Linked DNA regions of Mus musculus: region 2 is linked to region 1. The links are chromatin contacts, called in public Hi-C maps. All regions are on one chromosome and are shown on one strand. The core of a region is the stretch at or near the end of the contact, and the rest is flanking DNA. Distances in the headings are between cores, read along the strand shown.

The links. Hi-C and Micro-C count contacts between places; a contact is called where the count stands out from the background.
Region 2: a Hi-C map of pro-B cells shows a contact between it and region 1, with 4 times the contacts expected there. The contact joins the promoter of Cnmd here to the enhancer-like site in region 1. A contact is called at or near these places in 1 of 39 promoter capture datasets (pre-B cells), 3 of 484 Hi-C or Micro-C datasets (CD4 T cells, CD8 T cells and pro-B cells) and 1 of 115 datasets of contacts at active chromatin or transcription factors (large pre-B cells).

Annotation. Positions count from the first base shown.
Region 1 is chr14:79,118,596-79,124,921 of GRCm38.p6, forward strand. The region is part of intron 37 of Vwa8 (von Willebrand factor A domain containing 8); the gene reads left to right. The region is part of intron 1 of Gm30970 (a long non-coding RNA gene); the gene reads right to left. Among named protein-coding and RNA genes, the nearest start is that of Gm30970, 13 kb to the right of the region's middle. Within about 2 kb of position 5,071, at least 73 of the 459 cell types and tissues checked have an H3K27ac peak or open chromatin away from gene starts, as enhancers often do. A contact at or near this core is called in pro-B cells, where this site is marked.
Region 2 is chr14:79,660,633-79,667,068 of GRCm38.p6, forward strand. It overlaps Cnmd (chondromodulin), which reads right to left and starts at 1,551. Exons shown (of 7, transcript NM_010701.3): 1 at 1,308-1,551; 2 at 763-906. The coding sequence starts at 1,379. Gm41218 (a long non-coding RNA gene) reads left to right here and starts at 2,301. Exons shown (of 5, transcript XR_874848.1): 1 at 2,301-2,341; 2 at 5,098-5,273.

The DNA.
Region 1 (6,326 bases), core at 3,821-6,320:
AAGCGGAAGTGTGGGCCCGAGCGAGGTTTCCCCACTCCTGCTCACCCCCAGGCAGGCTAGCCCACGCTTCCCTGAGTTCTAGAGCCAGTAGCTGAGCCATCATTGCTCTTTGCTTCCACCAAAAATACTGCTAAGGGTGATGATGGGTGAGGGACCCCAGGGGGAGGCGTGACACCCTGAGCTGCAGGACAGAGCAGAAGCCTGAGCGCACCACCCACCCCACAGAGCCTGGCCTCTCACTCAGAAGAGCTGTCTTTTTCCAAATTGCCCTGTTCCCATGATTCCCTTTGATTTGTAAAGTATGGTCTTATATCAGCAATGCTGGAATACTCGTGAAATAACTGTGGCATTTAAAAAGTGAGTCAATTTGTAATTGTTGTCATATAGATACAGTGAAAACTCTTAAGTACAACTTCAATGAAAATGGCATAATAGTAAGTAGCTCCTGGCAGCCCTAAACAACAGTTTATGCCATAGCTCCAAATGCATTTATATGTGAATAGCTACAAACCATATATATAGACTCAGTGGCAAAGCACCAACCTGGGATGTACAGAGTCCTCCCTTCAGTCCTCAACATACACTCTCTCTGTCTCTGTCTCTATCTCTCTCTGTCTCTCTGTCTTTGTCTCTCTCTCTCTCTCACACACACACACATACACACACACACTGCAAAAGACCCCAAATTACATATTTATCAGCATAAAACAGCTTTTCTTGGAAAAGATGGCTTCCTGCCATGTTTCCAGTCTGCAGTCTAACGGCCTAACTGCTGGACTCTCATCCTTAGCATTCTACTGGTTGGCCCTCCCACCCCGTGTTTCTCGTTTATTTATAACCAACCATACAACAGTGTCATCAAATCTGGCTTCAGGAAGTTCAACAAACCACAGTTTCCTAAGATGATGATGGCAATCCAAGCTGTGCCATTGGCAGGTTGTCATGCATTGAATTATAGACAAACAATAGGTACGTGACACCTTTGAAAGTCATTTAGCCAGCTGCTCCTGGTGGAGCACTTCCTGGGAACCCACCGTCAGGACCTTCTATAGGGAACGTAGTCCATGTGGCTGCTAATCACGAAATCGAAGCAAGGAGCCAGGTGGTGCCAAACTGTATGTAGTTAGTTCCGTGTTTCATGAAGGCCTGTGAGGCCTGTGCCGTGCTCTTGCTTACAGTACTGGGATCTCAGGTACATAAGCCCAGGGCCTGTATGTGAGGCAAGCTCTCTACCTCCGAGTTACTTCTCTAGTCAAGGCTTGGCTCTTTGATTAGATGTGTTTGAGTAAGCAGAGAACAATTTACGACAGCACTTTAAAGCCCACGGGTCCAGACATAGGTGTAAGAATTAGCATGGCATGCTCTCTTAACAAGAGGAAGAGCTCTGCCACAAATCCAGGTATGACCAGGAAAAGGAACCACAGGAGCCGAGAGCAGAGCCATAGCCAAGCACAAAGCCCAGAGGGCAAGTCCAGGTTCAAACCTGGTATCCCCAGGATGGCGTGGGATGTGCAGCAAAGCCAAGGTGAGGGTAAGCCTGGAGCTACAGGATGCACATGAGCTTAGCAACAGTGTGGGTGAGGTTCTGGGCCGTCTGTGCACTCAGAACATTTTTCAAAACAGTTTGAAGGAAATTCACCCTCCAGGCAGCCATTAGTTATCATTGAATGCTTTTAGACAAGGCTGATTCAAGTAAATGGTTCTCCTAACAAGTGGAGTCCAGGGCGAAAGAGACCAGAGTGCATAAAGGCTGGGTGAGGCTTTCTGATTCCTTGAGTGGGAGTTGCTATGGGTTACTAGAGGCTGGGTGGCCTTGGTATTGATCAGCATATGGGAACCAGCCTCTCCAGTGAACAGCCATGAGGCCCAGGTGATGACTCGGTGTGCTGGAGGAGGCTGGCTGGAGAGGGCAGGAACTGTAGGCAGTTGTAGGTTAGTGTCTGACAAAATGCCTGAACACCGAGGCAGTCTGGACACTGGAAAGGAAATGGCGTTCGAGTGTTTTGGTTTTTTATTTTTTTGGGTTTTTTTTCAGGGTTTCTCTGTATATCTCTGGCTGTCCTGGAACTCACTTTGTAGACCAGGCTGGACCTGAACTCAGAAATCCGCCTGCCCCTGCCTCCGGAGTGCTGGGATTGAAGGCGTGCGCCACCACGCCTGGCCATTCGAGTGTTTTGAATATGCTGTGTTCATGGTGGTGAGATTGCAGGGCTGATACTCCGGTAACAGTGTTCTGCTGCCGTTTGAAATTAAAGGTCAGAGCTTCAAGCTAGTGTGAGTTATGATCCTGACCAGGGACGTGCATTTAAAGCCATGGGGGTTGTTAGATGCAGGGAGAGAGGCACAGCAGAATGGTTGGGCAAGTGGGAAGCTACAGGTCTGAAAGTGCAGTGCGCTCGCTCAGTCAGCTGTCTTTCAGTGCAGCATCATAGGAACTTTGTTCTCTAGGGAGCTGTACTGGCTAGTTTTGCATCAGCTTGACACAGCTGGAGTTATCACAGAGAAAGGAGCTTCAGTTGGGGAGATGCCTCCATGAAATCCAGCTGTAAGACATTTTCTCAATTAGTGATCAAGGGGGAAAGGCCCCTTGTGGGTGGAACCATCTCTGGCCTGGTAGTCTTGGTTCTATAAGAGAGCAGGCTGATCAGGCCAGGAGAGGCAAGCCAGTAAAGAACATCCCTCCATGGCCTCTGCCTCAGCTTCTGCTCCCTGACCTGTTTGAGTACCAGTCCTGACTTCCTTTGGTGATGAACAGCAGCATGGAAGTGTACGCCGAACAAACCCTTTCCTTCCCAACTTGCTTCTTGGTCATGATGTTTGTGCAGGAATAGAAACCCTGACTAAGACAGGAGCCTATGTGCTAGCCGTTGCAAGACACTGTAACTGAGAAGATGTTTACAGGTTAAGTCAGTTAGTACATCTGTTGTTGGGGATACCCACTGTAAAGAAAACAAATAGTTTAACCCAGTAGCCCTCAAAATTTACTTTTATTAAAAAATATTTTATCAAGTAGACAATTCTAGAAGACCTCTTAGAATGAGCCCTTTATGCTGAACAAGCCCTTTATTGTAGTTATGGTTATGATACAGCTGTGTTGCACGCCACTTATGATTTGTAGGATAAATAAATAGGGTTGGGCCGCTGGTTAAAACAGTAATTCTCCTTATGCATTTGAAGAAAAAAAGCTATTATCTATGTGTTTGCAGGTTCATTGTGGAATCAAAAGTTGTGCAAGATGAAGGCACACATTTGTATCTTAGCAAAAACAAAAAAACCATACCAGGGTGTTGTAGCACACCTCTACTCCCAGGACTTAAGAGGTAGAAAGATGGTCTGGAATTCCAGGCCAGATTCAGCTACATAGTAAGTTTGAGGCTAGCCTGGGCTACATGAGATTATGTCTCAGAAGGAAAAAAAAAAAAGACAGAATGTAAGATGATGTTTAATAGGAACATTGATTTAGTTAACACTAACTTAAGCTATAAATGGTAATTTCCTGTCTCATAGAACCAGGAAATCCCAGAGTAAAAGTGTCCAGCTCATAGCTAGGAGTCAGCACGCATGAGAGCTGTTCTTCCTCAGGGCTAGCTCCTTTCTCACATACTCACCATCAAGTGGCACCACGGCTCTTATGAGGCTTTATCGTTGCCAGGATAAAATTTGCCAACTTTTTCTTTGCTGTTCTGAATACATTTGCATTTAGTGAGCTTCACCCAGTTTTTCTTTTTGATGCATAGTTGTATGTAGCCCAGGCTAGCCTCAAACTGGCTATCTATCCAAGAAAGACCTACTTGATCCTCTTATTTCTGTGTCCAAGTATTGGGATTACAGGCATATACCACCACATCTTGTTTCTGCTATACTGAGAATCAGACCCTTCATACATCTTACATATATATATATATATATATATATATATATATATATATACATATAAACCATACATACATACACATATGGCTTTATACATGCCAGACACTCTATCAGCTGATCACAGAATGAGCTACTTAAAGCTGAGTAATTCTCATTGCATTTTATTTTAGGAGTGAAGATTAAGCTGCTAAACTCAATACATTCTTCATTGCTGGTGTGGGTTGGGCAATGTTCCCATAAAGAACACTCTCCTATACCCCTCCTGGAAAATCTTATACTTACATAGGCCTTGTGTTAACCCAAAGGAAAAGCACTATGCTCGATTGAAAACCATCTCCTTAACCACACTGAATTCCTATTGATGAAAATGTACCACCAGAAACTGCGGTGTCCTGGCCTGGCTTGGAGGGGCCCATAGTGTGGAGGAACTGTCTCGTGGCTAACAGGATCTACTATTGCAATGGTTGTTCTTCCCCTATAGCTTCTGGATTGGTGGTGGGAGTAAGCTGGGTTTGTTGTAAAAGTATGACAGGAATTAGTTAACCATTCTGAAAATAGCTCACTTCTCGCCAATGCCCAACTCCACGACAGATGCCTGATGCTTGCATGCATGGATGATGTGTGGCAAATAGAAGTATATTTTAATATTTATTTATGTATGTGATTTTTTCCCTAAAACTCCAATAGAATGTCCTTTAAAAATAGATCTCGAATTTTCTCCTCCAAGTTTATCACTACATGTTCTGATCTTCTCTAAATGTGAGGGGAATCTGTTTGCACTGACATGCCTTGAATGAGAACGGGGCACGGGGTCACGTTATTAGGAGTCAAATTCTGTTTAGGATTTCTGCCCTTTGGGAATTTAACCGTTTTGATTTTGGTTTGCTTTGGTTTGTTTGTTTGTTTTTTTTTTTTTTTACCTTCATAAACACTGTGTTTATGAAGTCTTTTTAATTTCTCTCTGTGTTACATGTGATACCTGTGCCTATGTGTCTCTTTTTCATTAACTGCTTGAAAGTAAAATGTACATATCCTTTAGTTCTACATACCGGAGTATTTCCTCCCCAGGCACATGGCATGGCCTCCATCCAGACCTCAAGCTCAGGAATGTGAGATTGATACAGTGTAGAAGCCTTGTCCCCAGACCGTATTCAGCTCCAGTGCCCAGTGAGAACAGGAAGGAGTTGAAGAGCGGCCTCTTTGGTGTCTTTCTGTCTCATCAGTTCCTCATTTTGCTGGCTTTCATAACTGGTTCTCTGTGGTATTTTGAAGACCACAACCTGTTGTTTTGTAAAACATCCTTTGATTCGGGACCCAGAGTACGAATTTTTGGCAGGAAAGTCACTGACAACATGGCTCCGTTCAGTGTGCCCTATCCGGCACGGAGAACTGGTCCACCGATGGTGAGGTGGAGGTGTTCTCTCCGATGGGATTCACCTGGAGCGAGCGCTATTTCCCATTATGATTAGGATGGGTGTTTGTGGCGTGTGTTCCAAACCTGTCAATATTCATCCATTGTTTTGGCATTCTCTGCGTGTACGAATACAGTGATGGTTGCCAAGTGGTGATGTCTTACTCCACCACTCCTCCTGTCCACACTGGTTGGCATGCTAAGTTAGAAAGGCCCTCCCTCCCTCCTCTGTCTGTATGATGGCCCCTTGGCTGTTAGCCCCAGGTAACAGGTGTATGGCTACCCTTATTTGCCTTGCTGCTCTAGTTATCCCTGACTCTTAAGTCAGCATTTGAATACAAAGGGGGCATCTGTAAACTTACTTTCACTTAGCTGCAGGTTCGCCAGCTTCTCCATGGGGTATTCTCACACACCCCATTCCAGAGCTGTGTTCATGGAGTGCATCTTGATAAGGCAACATTCTGGAGAAGTTCCCCAAATAGGATTCTTATCCATACACAAACCAGTGAAATCCAGAGAATCACAGAATATTCTTTCATTTACAGCATTAGAAAAAAAGCCTAAGGAATTGGTGGTAATATGGCTACTACCACATATGTTGAACATTATTCTTAATTATAATAGTATTTCTTTTATGAACAGCACCACAAGAAAAACATCCATTCTCACCTTGATGTTTCTTGAAGAGACACTTGGAAATATTTTTGCCTCTAAGCATAGGCTAAAGCCTAAAATAATATAATAACCTTTAAAATGTCATTTTACCCTTATTTATCTTGTTATATTTAAGCACTAACTTCTAAATCACTCCCAATTTATACTTAACTAAAATTATTCTGCTGACCACAAGAGGGTGTCAGCGAGCTTAAAACAGAACTGCCTCAGCCTAGTCAATGTTAGAATTCCATCTCCTGAGCAGTTCCTGTCAGTTTAGTCTTGCAGAACTGTAGTTAAAAAGACAGACATGGGGAGGGGTCCAGTGATCCCTCTGTCCTTTCATCGGCATGACCGCATTGGGTGCCTCTCTTTGTCTGCTCTCACT
Region 2 (6,436 bases), core at 301-2,800, 540 kb after region 1:
GTCCCCTTTTACATAGGTGGACACACTCAGGTATTTAGAGAACGCATTGGAACTCTGCCCAGTTCAGACAGAAACGCTTTTTATACTCCTTGAGAGAGTCTATCCAGCCTTAATCTCAATGAGCACATAAAGGGAGGAGAGTCGTTAGTGAGACTGTTGCCATTAAATCACAGGTGAGCACACTGATTCTTAAAAGAGATTTGTTACCTCTAAGGAAGTCTGACTTTTTGTTTTAACACAGAATAGGGAGAATGAATAAATAGGTCACAAACAGGAGAACTTTCTTGTTAAAAGAGTTTCCCTCAGCTGTAGGATTGAATATTCTTTCTACCCTTTGTCCTATTTAAATTTATGGCTTTCCTCAGCTGGGACAGGCATCAAGGATCATTTACTTTCATTTCTTTCTTTCTGGAGAAGAAGCTCAGAGAGGTCACGTGCCCTACCCACTGCCTCACAACTGCTTGGTAAGCTGCGTTAGGCTGGGATGGCAGAAAATGGCTTTTCCCACAGTGTCCAGGGCGTTCTCGAACAGTCCCCGTTTCTGTTTTCAGCCTAGGAACCCTGAGCTTGCCTACCCTGTACCCTGTACCCACTTTAGGCTAGACCTGAGAAGGGAGGTGTCCAAGAGAACCAAGGGGACCAAAGGGAGCAGCAGGCTGTGCCCGCTGGCCGAGCAGCGCTCTGGCTCCACCTAGGGGTTCGGCCACCCTGCGCACCTGGCGGCCCTTGCATCCCAACTGGGGAGTCACTCGTTGAACTTACGTGATTGTCATTCCCCTTCCAGAAGTAGAAGGCCCCGATGGCCCCGAAGAGCAGCAGTACCGCGCCAGAAATGAGGACCACAGCTCCTACCTTGAGCAGCCGTGTTGGGCTCCCGGAGGGCTTCACGGTGACGGTGGTGTACGCCTGCGGGGCAGGAGATGGACTGGTTGCCGTGCCACCCACACTCGCGATCCCTGCATCCTGTCCCGGGGGAACCGCGAGGACTGGAGTAGGAAACCTTGGCCCCAAGAACACTCAGAGGTTGCCTTGCGAGTGTCCCTTGTCCTCAGACATGGAAGTACCATAGCAGACTCTTCCCTAGGCCGGCCCCCTAGTACTGCACCCTCTGCTCCACGCCTGTGGTGGATCCTCTGTACCCTGACACTCTCCCCCCACACTGGACATTCTCATTTGATTCCCTCATCACCACACATCCAAAGGCCCAAATCCCTGATCCCAGAAGTGGACCTGGCACCCACAGGAAGCCGGGGTCTCTGTGTCTGGACTTACTCCACAGCAGTCCTGGGGACCCAGGAGGTACTCACCGGGGGACTGCAAAACTCAACGTCCTCAGGCCCTACCATGGTGATAGGAACTTTGTCTGAGTTCTCTGTCATGGCTGAAGATGGAGAAGTAAGATACGCGAAGACCCTATCCCACTGTCCTAACTGTTCCAACTGTCCTCTTGTCCCTACAACGAATGCCCCCTGTACAACAGCAGCAGCAGGAGCAGCAGCAGCAGCAACAGCAGCGTCCTGCTCTGGCCAGCCCTTCTGTCCCCACCCCTTCCAGCACCTCACCTCTCCCCTCCCTCTTCCCTCCACCCTGGAGCAGCCTACTCAGCTTATCCTGTGTTCTCAGATGTGTCCTCCCCATCACTCTCTCCCCTCCAAAAACCCAGAGGGACATCCAGACAGGTTTGAGTATGTAAGGGATGTTGAGCCTTGGAACCCCACCAGCACCCCCAGTTACTAGCTTGCCAGGATTTCTTAGAGTATCAGAGGGCTTTGCAGTGTGACACTGGCTGGAGCCTATTTCTCCAAGGGGCCCTGGAAGCAGAATGAGAGGGGAGTGTGATGAGAGATGGGGGGCCTGTCTCAAGTGCCAATGTTAAGATACCCTTTCTACTAGGGTTTCCGCTGGAGGTGGGAACTGCTGGACTCCCCTGGAACTAGAGCATGGGGCAGAATGTTGGAGATGGCCTTTGCCACTGGGTCCTCTAAGGGAGGGGTTTAATTGCTGCAACAGTGCAGCAAAAGCAGAAGGGTCCTGAAGCAGAGGAAACGGGGAGCCTGGAATGAAAGAAAATGCCTATAGTTAAGTCCACACTGATTAAACAGCAGAAAATGTGTTTCCCAAACACTGATTGGCTACGACCAAAGGAACAAATAAAAGGTGGTTACGTATCATTTACATATATGTAGTAAATAGCTCCATTAAGTGGACAGAGAACATGGTTTGCTTTTTTGTTGTTGACAGTCTCATGTAGCTCAGGATGACCCAGAACTCCATATGTAGCTGAGGATGACCTTAAACTTTGAACTTTCCTCCCGCCATCTCTGGAGTGCTGGGAGCACAGGTATTGGCCAATGCTCCTGATTTTATGAGGTCCCGGGCATGCTTTTCTCTGAGGCACGTACCCACCTTTGAAGAAAATGTCTTCTTCCGTGGTACCTCACTTGGAGCCAGGGCTCCTCAATTCACACTGGGAAATTTAGTTGTTTTAGAACTCTCTGCTGAGAAGTGACTGAGGGCTGGTGCTTGGGAGGTCCTGAGCAGAGGGACCGTGGATGTGCAAGGCTGCAGCAGGAGAGTGTTTAAGGATCAAGAAAGGCATTGTTGCGTGGAGATGTGGCTCTTAGGCTAAGAGCTCGGATGTGGGGCTGCAAGGGAAGAGAGGAATGGAAAACACTGTCACTGTCACCACAGAGCTGGCAGCACCTGCTGAGTCTCAGGGGATGATTTCAGACCTACCAGGACTATGAGAATTGCAGAAGACCGGGTGAGGGGCTATGTTGGGAGGGACAGTGTTTAGACTGTTAAGCTTGATGGCAAAAAGAGTCTAGTGATCAGTCTAAGGCACTTTGTCTGCACACCCTGTGGATGCGTGTAAAATCCTTGCCTGCACACCCCCTGGATGCGTGTAAAATCCTTGCCTGCACACCCTGTGGATGCGTGTAAAATCCTTGCCTGCACACCCCCTGGATGCGTGTAAAATCCTTGCCTGCACACCCCCTGGATGTGTGTAAAATCCTTGCCTGCACACCCCCTGGATGTGTGTAAAATCCTTGCGTGCACACCCCCTGGATGCGTGTAAAATCCTTGCCTGCACACCCCCTGGATGCGTGTAAAATCCTTGCCTGCACACCCCCTGGATGTGTGTAAAATCCTTGCCTGCACACCCCCTGGATGTGTGTAAAATCCTTGCCTGCACACACCCTGTGGATGCGTGTAAAATCCTTGCCTGCACACCCCCTGGATGTGTGTAAAATCCTTGCCTGCACACCCCCTGGATGTGTGTAAAATCCTTGCCTGCACACCCCCTGGATGTGTGTAAAATCCTTGCCTGCACACCCCCTGGATGTGTGTAAAATCCTTGCCTGCACACCCCCTGGATGTGTGTAAAATCCTTGCCTGCACACCCCCTGGATGTGTGTAAAATCCTTGCCTGCACACACCCTGTGGATGCGTGTAAAATCCTTGCCTGCACACCCCCTGGATGTGTGTAAAATCCTTGCCTGCACACCCCCTGGATGTGTGTAAAATCCTTGCCTGCACACACCCTGTGGATGCGTGTAAAATCCTTGCCTGCACACCCCCTGGATGTGTGTAAAATCCTTGCCTGCACACCCCCTGGATGTGTGTAAAATCCTTGCCTGCACACCCCCTGGATGTGTGTAAAATCCTTGCCTGCACACCCCCTGGATGTGTGTAAAATCCTTGCCTGCACACCCCCTGGATGTGTGTAAAATCCTTGCCTGCACACCCCCTGGATGTGTGTAAAATCCTTGCCTGCACACACCCTGTGGATGCGTGTAAAATCCTTGCCTGCACACCCCCTGGATGTGTGTAAAATCCTTGCCTGCACACCCCCTGGATGTGTGTAAAATCCTTGCCTGCACACCCCCTGGATGTGTGTAAAATCCTTGCCTGCACACCCCCTGGATGTGTGTAAAATCCTTGCCTGCACACCCCCTGGATGTGTGTAAAATCCTTGCCTGCACACACCCTGTGGATGCGTGTAAAATCCTTGCCTGCACACCCCCTGGATGTGTGTAAAATCCTTGCCTGCACACCCCCTGGATGTGTGTAAAATCCTTGCCTGCACACACCCTGTGGATGCGTGTAAAATCCTTGCCTGCACACCCCCTGGATGTGTGTAAAATCCTTGCCTGCACACCCCCTGGATGTGTGTAAAATCCTTGCCTGCACACCCCCTGGATGTGTGTAAAATCCTTGCCTGCACACCCCCTGGATGTGTGTAAAATCCTTGCCTGCACATCCCACTGATGGTACAGGGGTAGAGCCCAGTGAGATCCAGCTGGGCTTCTCCTGGCCTCTGCTGAATGAGGATAAGCAGATAGCCTTTCCTGAGAACACGGTCCCAGGAATTTCCGGGAAACCAGAGACCCTACAGAGAAGGCGAGTCTTAGTACAGACCGCATATAGTTGAAAGAGATTGTTCAGCAGAGTCCAAAGTTGAAAACCATGAGAACCGTGAAGGGCTCTGGATTTTTTGCCGTCAGGAGGCAGGGGAAACCTACAGAACAGCATTTGTCTTATTGGGCATATAACATGTATCACAAGAGGTTACACAGCGACTAAACATAGGTGCCACTAGTATCATATATGGGAATTCACTTTTATAATATAGAGTGGTTCTAGGATCTGTAAGAGACCATCTCCAACCAGGCAAAAGGTAGGAAGAGATGACTTACAGAGGGAGAAACACAAATGGCTGGAAGAGAAGAAGTGCTTGAGTAAAACCATAGGGCAGATCCACAGTGTGCCTTTAGCGCTACCCATGTGCATTTGAACGTAGGGCAAGGACAACCTATCAGGGGGCTTGTCCGTGAAAAAAATAAACGAGTACCCCTCCACTCCCCACTGACACCAGAAGCCTCTAGCTTTTCAACTAGAGGTAGGGCCTTGGGTGACCTTCCCCATCCAGGGTGGAAGATTAGTTAACTGGTATAGACCTTGTTGAGGGTTCATGGGGGTAACATCCCTGTCATGTTGAGAAGACATCATTTTACAGCTGTCCTCCCCAGCCCCTGTCTCCAGCAGTCTTCCCCAGCCACTGGCTCTTACAATCTTCCCACCTCTTCTTCCAAGATGCTCTCTGAACCAGTGTATGGGACTGCACTAGGATGTCTGATTTGGTGACGTGCTCCAGACCTTCACGTATTCTCTGCACTTTAACTCCTTGTGGTTCTCTGTCACCGCTCCCTTCCTGCTGCCTGAAGATGCTTCTTGATGAGGGTGGAGAGCCACACTGATCTATGGAGAAGGTAAGATTTAGAAGATAGTTGGATATCACATCAGTTTAGCCAAATGGATTCAAGGGTCTATGACCTACGTAGTCGCAGGTTCTAGGCTACACACACACATGCATATAAATTATAGAGCAAGAGGACATGAACTTGAGAGAGGAATGTGGGGGGTACGGGGGAGTTTGAAGGGGCAGGAGAGGGTGACCATTATAAAATGTGTATGGAGTTTAAAAATTTAAAGGTTTAAAATTTTTATTTTTCACCTTTCAAAGTAGCAAAAATAAAAAAAACATTTGTCTAAAAAAGTCTTGCATAGTCTGAGGGGGAAACAAGGCCTTCTTATATCTTGCTGTGGGTAGATGAGACGGTACGACTTCTGCAGAGAACGATTTGATTTCAAAATGTAAAACGCAATTTCATTCTGTGGGTTTTATTCTGCAAAAGCACTCACAAGGCAGGATGCTCACTGTCACATGTTTGTTAGAACAAAAGCTAGAAAGATCCTTAGTGTCCAGAGAGAACTGAAGCCGTAACCTCACAGTGGGACCTCGGCAGCCACTTAGAAGAACGAGGTAGCTTTGCATATACTGACATTAGACAACCTCTAAAATATTTTAAGTGGAAAACCCTCCCAAAGATAGAAAAATATAGAGATGCCCCAGTATAAAAATTCCTATAAGTATATGTGTATATGATCTATGGAGATTAAAGAAGGAGCTGGACTTAGCGGGCTGCCTCTGGGATGATCGTGGGTCCTGGGAGTCTGGTGAGAGGGCAGCGGTTCACCGTACATCTTCTGTAATGCTTTAAATTCTGAATTGGAAGCACGTATTAGCTATTCAAAAAATGAGTGAATAAAATAATAAATAACAGTGAGTGGGTGGGAGGAGAAGGCTGAAAATGGAGCAGTTCTCTTAAGAACTCCAGCCTGGAGTGGGAGAAGAGAAGACTAGGAACCTTGATGAAGGAAGTCAGGGGGAGTAGGGCCAGGAGTTCAAAGTCACCCTCTGCTACCCTGTGAATGAAAGGCTAGCCTGGGCTATAATTAGACTCAATAATAATAATAATAATAATAATAATAATAATAATAATAACAACAACAACAACGCAATGATAGTGCTAATGATCCTAATAATGCTAATAATAATGCTAATAATAATAAATAATAATATGGCCGAAGA